Regions from separate parts of the Rattus norvegicus genome. Here region 1 is linked to region 2. Evidence: chromatin contacts called from public Hi-C data. All regions are on one chromosome and are shown on one strand. Each heading gives the region's core, a stretch centred on a gene start, on an enhancer-like site or on the middle of the called end of the contact. The rest is flanking DNA. Distances are from core to core; before and after follow the strand shown. Region 1 overlaps Chchd6 (coiled-coil-helix-coiled-coil-helix domain containing 6). Region 2 holds the start of LOC102554942 (a long non-coding RNA gene).

What was found. Hi-C and Micro-C count contacts between places; a contact is called where the count stands out from the background.
Region 1: a Hi-C map of Schwann cells shows a contact between it and region 2, with 10 times the contacts expected there. The contact joins two enhancer-like sites. A contact is called at or near these places in 6 of 12 Hi-C or Micro-C datasets (the A7r5 cell line, Schwann cells, frontal cortex and 3 more).

Annotation. Positions count from the first base shown.
Region 1 is chr4:123,439,334-123,444,701 of GRCr8, reverse strand. The region is part of intron 5 of Chchd6 (coiled-coil-helix-coiled-coil-helix domain containing 6); the gene reads left to right. Among named protein-coding and RNA genes, the nearest start is that of Plxna1, 100 kb to the right of the region's middle. Within about 2 kb of position 2,656, at least 6 of the 93 cell types and tissues checked have an H3K27ac peak or open chromatin away from gene starts, as enhancers often do. A contact at or near this core is called in Schwann cells, where this site is marked.
Region 2 is chr4:122,954,333-122,959,304 of GRCr8, reverse strand. It overlaps LOC102554942 (a long non-coding RNA gene), which reads right to left and starts at 344. Exons shown (of 2, transcript XR_001837633.3): 1 at 1-344. Within about 2 kb of position 3,699, at least 2 of the 93 cell types and tissues checked have an H3K27ac peak or open chromatin away from gene starts, as enhancers often do. A contact at or near this core is called in Schwann cells, where this site is marked.

The sequences.
Region 1 (5,368 bases), core at 1,407-3,906, 490 kb before region 2:
TGACAATCTCTTTATAGCTGCTGCTTTTCTTCCATTTGACTTCTGTTTCTGAACACTCTTAGACCTTGCCATTTGCAGCTCCCAGACCTCCCAACCATCGTGTTCCTCCCTTCTCTGTCCTTCCTCACCCCTTGCTCAACACCTCCTTCCTGTTTCTTTCTCTCTTTCCTTTCTTTCCCTTTTTTGTTTCTTTGAGTATAGACACTGAGAGCAGAGCCTGATCTAAGAGGAAGTGGAGAAGATGTGGACAGTGGAACCCTATCTGGTTCCATGACATGGAGAGTAGACTCTTGCCCAGGAGGAGAAGGCCTCATTCTGGAATTCTGCCACCTGACATCCTTGGGACCAGTCCTGGAGTTCCTTGTGGGCCTCCCCTGGTCACTATAACAGGCAGGAAAAGAAAGCTTGTATGGTCCAGGCTCATGGTCTAGGAAAAGGAGACTTTGTGGTGCTTTTATACTGCTGTTTTTGTCCTGCCATGATGACCTTTTAGTGTGGAAGTAGAGGCTGTCGTATTTAGCAAACTTTACAAATAATCACACTCTGTACCACATGGAAAGGTCTAAGTGTAAAGCGTTGAATTTTGCCAGGGATAACAGTGAACTGCTAAGTACATGGACCAAAGGAATGTTCTCATGCACCTAAGGGAGAACTGTAGGCATCCTAGTCACAGGGGACAATCATCTATCCAGCTGAGCTGACGAGCCTGGGTGTCAGAATCTGAAGCTAGGTTGTCTCTGTTGCTCTGCAGTTACCATTTCTCCCTATGTCTCCCTTTCTTCATCTTTAAGATGGAGTCATCTGTGTTGTCTGTGAGGAGGGAATGAAGACTGATGTAGGCAGTGGAAGTGTTTCCCTGGACAAGGTGCTAGTTTTGCCCTGTAGCCACTCGGGATCCTGTATGGTGTCATAGTGAGTGCTTCAGTTTTGGATTAGTACATGGACATGGGTATGTACATGTATGCTGTGAATTTGAACCTAGGTATGCTGAGGTGAGTTTCAGTACTGAAGATGATCTGTCCCCATCTCCTGCTCTCTGGGATGGAGGCTCCTCCTCTCTGGCCTTCATAAGGCTTTTTATGAATGCCTACCAGGAGTCCCACAAGCAAGGCATTGTGCAGGGGGCTGGGACTAGTTCATACTAGCATTTCTCATACACCAAGAGAATTTTTATTGTGTGTTAGATACATGCACCAAGAAGGTGAAACCCTCAGCATCCTCAGAGTCATGCTTAGAGGACCTCTTACCATCTTGCTTGCGCTCCAGCTGAAATGCACTCAGCTGTCATTTTTGTGAATTCTTCTAGGAGATGAAAGAACTGGGGCAGGATCCCCACACGGTGCCTGGAATCAGCTAGGGTGACTTGTGTCTCTTCAACCAGTGCATTTGCTTCTGCCAGAGACTCCTGTGAAATGCCTGAGAAGCCCACAGACCTGACCACTTTTGCTGGCAAAAGCCCAATTGGCTGTAACTAACCATGGTCACCCATTGAATTGAAAGAGGGGACAAGTATGCTTTAAGGTCCTGTAGACATCCTCTAGTTCTGCCTTGGTAATGGAACAACTTTGTGCTGAGTATGGCATTTATAGCCTCTGATCTCAATTTTCTTATCCTTGAAGTGAGGTGCTAATCTGCCCATTATTTTATCGTGAGTGATTATTTGTGCAAAGCAAATATCAGAATGCATACTGACATAAGTAATAAGTTCTCTTTAATGTTGTTTTCACCCTGTCCCTCTTTTTAATTTTAAGTACATAGCCATTCATTAATTTCACATCGATTCAAGTTTGTTGTTTCATGGAAGCCTCAGGTGTAGAAGAGAGGTGATGAGGCCACAGGTCATCTGGTGTGAAGGGGAGGTGGTGAGGCTTGGGGAGGGCCACAGGTTGTCTGGTGTGGTGGGGAGGTGGTAAGGCATAAGCAAAGTGTGGCTCCACCTTGTGGAGTCCTTTGGAATAGAGAGAACTGATGCCCATGCTCTAACTTCTGGGCCACAAAGACCTCCCAGTTCTGTAAAACCTCATCTTACTTTCCCAAACTTTTCAGCTGCATGGAGGAAAAAGCCTGTAAACTAGCCTCCAAGACTGAATTTTGGAGAAAACACAAAACTTAGAAATGTTTGTATTCTTCCTGGACTTTGACTTGTTCCCAGCACAGACATCTGTACACATCCTGCTTCCCTGTTCCTGAGCGGTGAACTCTTTCTTCCTCCTTTTCCTCTGATAAAGAAGGGCTGTAAGCAGATTCAAACAGTCCTAATTAGCCTTCTTACTAACACACAAAGCCTACCTGACCTAGGCACGGGTATCCTTGTTTCTTGGGGTGTCGATCAGTGTATTCATAATGTTTTCATTTGCTAGTGACAATCCCGTGGGAGTACATTGACAAAGCCACCTCAGAAAAACTAAGGTCCAGGTCTGTTACAACCAGGTGTGGACATACCTAGTGGTACAGCAGATTCTCCAGAAGAAACCATGTGCTCAGGAAAACCTCAGACCACAATCATGGAATCCTGATACCTTCTGCTGCTTTGTCCCTTCTCCTGGGACCTGGGGCCCTCCCACAGATTGTAGCGCACACAACACATACCATGTTGACTAATCCATGCTAGTGTCTATGGCTTCCCCCTTCTTTCTGTAAAAGCTGTTGAGCACAGTCCTGATTAGTGTCATTCAGAAAGGGTGATTCATCATTAGGGCCAGGAATGCAGTGCTGGGCATATAATAGGGGCTTAGTAAATATTTTCCAGAGTAAAGAGAGGGAAGTATGTGCACATAAACAGGAAACAAATGCATTCGGGTTTCTGGAGGGGAAGAAGAGAGCTTTGCCAAGAAGACTGTTTAGTAGAAGTAGTGTTTGGAGAATGACCAAGATGGCCATGGCAGCCTAAAAGGTGGAGGCCCAGCCTCCTCAGCAGAGGTGTTCCACACACAGGCCATGGTAATATGCTGAATAGACATATTAGCATCTGATCTTGGGGGACCTCACTGAAAATGTGGCCTTCGATAGTTTTAAAGTCTGCACGGCCTGAAAGCTGGAGAGAGATTTGAGCTTGAAAGCCCTGGAGAATAATGGTACCATTTAGGGAAAGAAAGTTATGTGAGCTGCTGCTTTTGGGGCAGTGATGAGCCTAATTCTAGACATGTGGGTATGAGGCAGAATGACCAGTGAGAAGTGTTAAGCAAGAGGAGTGGGTCCCACAAGACAATAGTCAGTCTGATTTTGTGAACCTGCACCATGTGCCAGGCCCCTTTCATAAGTTATCACTGATCCTGGCTTCAGCCCTGCAAGCTAGATTATATTACATGTGTTCTACAAATGAAAGAACTCAGAAACAGGCTGAGCAAGCTGCCAGAAGCCGTGCAGCTGATAGATGGAGTCTGCTCCTTCTACCACACCATGCTGCCTCTCTATATCAGCTTGGAAGAGAATGTGGGAAGCAGGCCGGATGCCGTGGGGGCAGAGAGCATAGACCCAAGAAAGCCTGTGTAGCAGGACTTGTGAGCCACACCCAGGGAGCCTTGTCAGTTCCCCTCTGAAGACAAGCTAACACTGGGCTTTATAGGGGTGAGGTAGGCATGTGAGGAGGAAAGGCCTGGGCTGGAGAGATAGCTCAGTGGTGAAGAGCACTGACTGCTCTTTCAGAATTCCTGAGTTCAAATTCCAGCAACCACATAGTTGCTCACAACCATCTTAAGTGAGATCTGATGCTCTCTTCTGCTGTGTCTGAAGACAGCTACAGTTTGCTTATAATAAACAAACCAACAAACCTTTGAAAAAATATATTGGTAGTTAGGAGTAGAAAACCAGTATATCAGAAAGGAGCCCTCCCGTCACCTTTTGGAGAGGGATCTGGCAGAAGCTAGTCCCGAGTCAGAGGCAGGCATGCCAACAAATGGCCACAGGTTCTCTAGGAGTGAAGATTTCAGGCCACATGGTGGGAAAGCTGCTGCTGCAAGAACAGCTGCACAGGCATGTCCATTAGACACCTCTGCTGAGTACAGGAGGCCTATCCTGTGTCACAGCCCAGAGATGCCACCGAGATGCAGAGCAGGGCACTTTTGTAGAGATGAAACAAGTGACAAGGACTCCCAGAGAGAAGCCTTGAGAGAGGCCAGAGTGGTGGGGATACAGCATAGTGATCTGAAATTAAAACAGTGGCAAATGGGGACATCAGCCCCAAGGACAGGAACTGCCTCCAGAGCAAGTGAGAACATGTGTTACCCACTGAGCAAAGGAGACATCTGAAAAAAATTTGAAGCCAGAAGTCTTTTACCTCAGTACCAGACTGGGAGCTAGAGCAGTTGCCTGCCTCCTGTTCCACTGGTGCCTTGTTTTGATCACAGCACCTCACATTTATGTATTCTCAGAAGCTGTGAGTGGGAATGGATTAGTACATTGTTTAGAAATGCCTGAGCACCAAAGAGACAGATGATGCAGTGGACTGGGGACCTGTGCCATGTGTCCTCTCTCCGAATGTGAGAAAATAGCCCTGCACCTGCTTGCCTTAAGAAGCACATGGCATAGTATCAAGTGCTGGGTTTTCAACACCACTGACAGCTTTGCGGACTTCACCACGTCACACAAGACCTTGAAGGTTGGGAGTCTGCATTTTCACAAGGACAGCATTATTAGATATGGTTACAGGTTACATAATGAAGACATTGCATGGAGCCCATTGCCTTGTATCCTTGCATCAGCTGAAGCCACCATTGGTGATCCTAGCTAGGGATAACAGAACAGAACAGTTTAACTGCTATTGTCCTCACAAAGCAGGGACTCTTATTTCCACGTCTCTGTCTACTAGCCCTCTAGCTTTTCCATGGTAGTGTGAGGAGTCACTGGAGCTCCCAGTCACTGGAGTTAGATGCTGTCTTAGACTAGTCATGTTAAATACGTTTCTCACTGCTGTGAGCAAATACCCTTCATAAGCAACTTAAGGGAGGATTAATGGCTCCTGGCTCACAGTGTCCAACCCATTTATGGTGGGGAAGGAAGTCACAATGGTAAGAGGTTGTGGCACAACTTGCTGACATCTTGGCAAACCACAAAGCAGAGATGAAGTGGAAGCAGGGCTGGGGTATAACCCTTACTGTCCATTCTTATTGTCAGTGTCAGCTAAAACCTTTGTGTTGAAGGTTTCACCACTTTCCTAAGTGGTGCTGCCATGCGAGGACCAAATATTAAAGCAAGTAGTGTGTGGAGAACAGTTTGTATTCAAGCCATGACCTGTCTCAACAGGCATTCAGGATCGGCATCCCACCTCTACCTCCTCTATTAGCACCCTTCTATCTCCTCCACCTCCTCTTCAACTCTGTCTCTATCATCTCCATCTCCACCATCTCCACCTTCCACCTATCCCACCTTA
Region 2 (4,972 bases), core at 2,450-4,949:
GGGACACTGAATATGCCCCCTTCCCTATGTAGACCAGGCTAGCCTCATACTAACAGAGATCTGCCTACCTATCTCTCAAATGCTGAGATTAAAGGCATGTACCGCTATACTCAGGAAGTGACTCTGGGACTTTTAAAGAGGTGACAGACAGGCACATTGTATCCCAAGAGACCCTGACCTGGGTGCATTTGATAAGGGGAGGCTGCGGTAGTGATGGGGATCATCCAGAGGCTGCCAAGAGTAGAAGGCAAGAGCTAAGGGAGTAGAGATGTGAGTTAGGTGCGAGTTAGGTGCTTTTCTCCTTGCCTTGAACAAGCATCTGACAGGTAACAGGTTAAGGAAGGGTTTATTGTGACTCACAGTCTGAGGGTGCAGCCCATCATGGTGAGAAACCCTGGCAGCAGGAACATGAGACAGCTGCTCACAGTGTGTCCACAGCCAGGAAGCAGAGAGAGATGATTCTGGTGCTCAGCTCATGGTCTCCTTTTATGTGGACCCTGGGCAAACAGGAACAGTGCCGTTCACACTCAGGGCGGGTTTTCCCTCCTCAGCTGACCGCTAGGAATACCTCACAGACTGCTCAGAAGTGTGTTCCCATGGTGATCTAAATCCAGTCACAGTGAAGGAAGATCACAGGGATCCACAGCGGCTGCTGCACAGGGACACGATGGCCAGCAGGGAACTCAGTGCCCGCGAAGGCTGGTAACCAGGGAGTGCCATGAATTCTCAGGGAGGCAGGTCTAGAAGGGAAACCTGGATGCAGAAGACACAACCTAGATGTGCAATACGCTAAGCATGGTGGGGTGTCTTCCATTCCAGGAATAAACCCAAACTTTGGTCCTCTCCTTAAGTGAGCATACTGGTGTCTGCTGACACACCATGCTGGGCACCATAAAGCTAAGACCCATTCTCTCTCTCTGAGGCTGCAGCTCCTGCCCTTTGACATAAACTGTGGTTAGTGTTCTGTAGGAACATGGGGAGGGTGGGTGTTGTGTTATTAAAGGATAAAGAGAAGGGGGATATGTTCTCTGGGGGTCTGGGGGAAGGGGGTGCCTCAGCGGGCCCATGCTGAGACATCCCTTCCCGCTGAGGGACCAGCCACAGGACGGTATAGTACAGAATAGAGTTTATTCAGGACATGGGGAGTGGGGTTAAGAGGGTAGTAGGGCAGAGAAAGAGAAAGAGTAGTAGAGAAATAGAAGAGTAGAGGAGTAGAGGCCGGCCATGAGCACGTGGAGAGAAGGGGGGAGGGGAATGGGGAGAGAAGGGACAAGGGGAAAGAGGGTAAGAGCAAGAGAGCAAGGGCAAGAGAGCAAGAGGGTGAGGAGGGGGCAAGCAGCCCCTTTTATAGTGTCAGGCATGGCTGGCTGTTGCCAGGTAACTGTGGGAGTGGAGCTTAGACAGAATGCTAACAGTGGGAGCCATGGACCAGTTAGGGACTGACATAGTTGGGTAATCAGACCAGGCTTCCAAGGCAAACCAGTACCCAGCATATGCAAGACACCTTCACCTGGTCAGGTGTGACAGCACACGGTGGCTCAAGACTCTCAACTCTCCATGCAGGTCCAGCCATGACTAGTGCACCACAAGAATGCGCTAGAAATGTTACACCTACCACAGGGCGTGAGAACAAAATATTAGGACTCCCATTGTGTGTCTCCCCCAAAGAAAAACAAACGGGCACACGAGAGCATACAAAAGTCAAACCCCCTCATCAGGAAGCCCTGTCCCTTCACAGGGACACGTGACAGAATCAAGCTGGCCTCTCGCAGGCTCACCCTCCTTCACGTGGCCCATAAGTGGATTTGTGGATTATCATCTCTGGATTTAATTAAACTAACCCTAACAAAATGAGCAAGTGGCTTAAGAGTTGTCCTGCTCAGGAAACAGGGTTGAAGATAAGGGAGACAAATGCTTAGTGAAAGACTTGGGATTCTGCATCAGCCCTGTGCTTCCTTGGTCCCTGGGACCCGGAGATCCTCCCCTCCCTCAGGGGACAGCTTTGCTTTATATCCTATGTGGGACAAACAAAATAGTGAGAGGCATGCAGGCTGGTGTCCAAGTAAACCCTGGGCACACTTCTTCCCCAGGGCTGCTGCAACTGCAGGTCTCTGGAAGGTCAAACCATTATAGTGAGTTTGTATTACAGCGAAGACGAGAGTGCAGTAAAAATTGTTAAACATCTTGGGCTTTTAAACTATTTTCAAAATAGTTGTAGGCTTATTACTGAAGAATCGTTCTCTCTCTTACACACACACACACACACACACACACACACACAGGAAGTTGAATTCCTAAAAAACCCTCCCCTAGCTCCCCCTAGTGGATGTCCACAGTAGATAAATAGACATTGCTATGTGATGGGGGAGTAATGACGGTGTCATGAATGCCTGAGAGGACACAAGAGGAGCCTACTTCAGCCCAGTGGTTTCTCAAAGCCCACAACTCCGGTGCAGAAGCAAGACACCACCACCAAGTCACCAAACTCAGGGACTTCCCTGAAGAATCCGGCAGCCCTCTTTCAAAGTCAGAGGTGTGATGGGTAAGGAAAGACTGAAGAACAGTGCCTGGCAGATCAGCAGAGACCTGGACATCACCATTCCTGCTGAGCTACCCCAGCTTGCTCCTCGCCCCACCCACAGACACCAAGGAGGACCTCAGAGCCTCATCTGACTGCGTCTCGGCACAGGCGATGAAGGACCCTGGCTTATTCTCTGGAGAACAGAGCAAGGGTGGGAAAACAGGGCATCTTAACACCAGTGGACAGGGATGCTATGGCTTGGTTCTAGACTCCAGAACATTGCAGACCTTAATTTATGTTGAGGTTGTATCTGCCAGCTGTCAGTCAAGTTGAGTTTGACTTCTGACTAATCTAAAGCAAACTTGGGTCAAGAGACAAGGCAGAGACCTGTCTGGATGGCCTGGACCACAGAGGCTGAAAAGCCTGGTGTAGTCAGCGTAAGACTCTGAGGTCCCCGCAGTGCCCATGGCCGGGGCAGGAGGCAAGCCAGGGCAGCTGAGCAGGAATGGGGATGTCCACGGGGATAGGAGAGGAAGGAGACAGATGAGCATCCGTGAGCCCTATGAGAGGAGGAGACAGTTGGCTGAGAGCATCTATCCCCTGGAGAGCAAAAGCTAGGCCTCAGAAGGACTGTCCTGGGGCACAGATCCACCTCCTCAGGAGGTTGGCTCCGAGAGCTGTGCACACACTCCCACTCGAGCTAACACAGCAGGGGTGGGAGCCAGGGGCCTAGCTTGCCATTGTGTCTCTGTGCTTGAGTCATCAGCACGTTCTGAGCCTCCTGCTTCCTGTTTAATGAATGAAGGAGACAGACTGGGGGAGGTGGGGACACTGGCTGGATGCAGCCCAAGCCCGAGTCCCTTTCCTCACGGCACAGGCTCTTCTAAGTTTCTGGCAGAGATAGGTTAAGTGGTACTCTGGTCCTGAGCTCCCAGTCCACCAGCTCCCTGCTGGGTCTGGCTGCAAGCTAACAGTGTCAGTGGCCCAGGTCAGGTGGGGACCAGCAGGAGAGGGGCTCTACTACAGTTACTGCTGCTGTGAGCCACTCCCGATGTCCCAGCATTAAACAGTTTCCTCCCAGCTCAGTTCTGAGGGACAGCACCTCACACAGAGCCCAGCAGGGTGGCTCGCCTCCACCGGTCTGAAACTGGGGGAGAGGGGTAGGAGAGCTGGTGGTGACTGCAGCCACTAGGGATGAGTCACCTAGAGCTTCTTTGTCCCAAGCATCACTGAGGGCTGGGCTGGGATACAGGTTGTGTGGCTGGCTACACGTGACCTTCTTGCAGGGCCTGGAGTTAGAGCTTGCCACTGTAGGTTTCCACAGGGATGTCACAAAGAAGGCAAAATCTGACCCTCGCCTCTGAGCAGCATTCTGTCCAACTTGTGGAAATCAGGAAGGTTGGCCCAGATCCAAATCTGAAGTCAACCCTTGACAGACACAGGAGGCCATTGCAATGGATCCTGGGAGTTGGAACAAGTTCTGGCCCATTTTAGGAAATGCCTCTTTCTGCAGAGTTCTCCTGGCCCTGTGTCTATACCCAGATTCACATGAAGACCCTCCTTCCTTCTGACCCTGGATCTCCCCTGTGGCTACCACCATTGCAGTATTAATCCAGCCCACAACTTGGTCTCCTGGCCTCAGTTCCCCACCTGACACTTCATGCGGTGCAGTAAGCCACAGGAGAGACTCTGTTTCTCATCTGCCACATCTTTTGGAGCAAACCATCTTCTTGAGGTTCTGACCTCAGATGCAGCTTATGTCATCCACAGGGAATGGGGAGGTAACTCCCTCTGCCTCAGGCCTTCATCCCACTCCTCTATATACCCCCAGCCTTCACCAATTTGGCTAATATCCTGCTCTGATTTGACATTCCACTCTGACATCCCCTGGGCCCCTCTTTTTCCCTGAGCCCAGACCTGGGAACTCTAGTCCTGAGACCCCGATCATTCCACTGAAGGCCCAGCTTCCCTGAAATGTCTCAGAGATGAGCAAACACCTGCCAGTTTGCTCACCCTCCCCTCGTGTCCAGGCAAGAATACAGCCCTATCCCTGCGGAGTTCACATCCCAAGAGACTCATAGTGCAGAGTCCACTAAACTAGCAGATTGTGGCCAGGCATAAAGGGACACTAGAAGTGGCTGGGTCCCATAGCAGGCTGGAAGAGGGGGGCGTTCATGGGGTGGTGGAAGCAGGAAGGAGACAGGACTGGAATGAGACAGTGCACCCTGATCAGCTGCCCTCCAGCCCCAGCTGACCAATCACAGCTTGGGAGCTGGATTCCCCTGCAGAGCTGTCCCTTGTAGGAGAGGTGTGTCTCATCCAGGCAGCTCTCTATAGCTGGAGTGCTGGCCCTACTTATCTGATCCTGGGCTCCTGAGAAACTCTCATAGGTGCTATGTAATTACGACTTCCGTGGTGGTTAACTCAGAGTCAAGTTAGCCAGCTTAAACT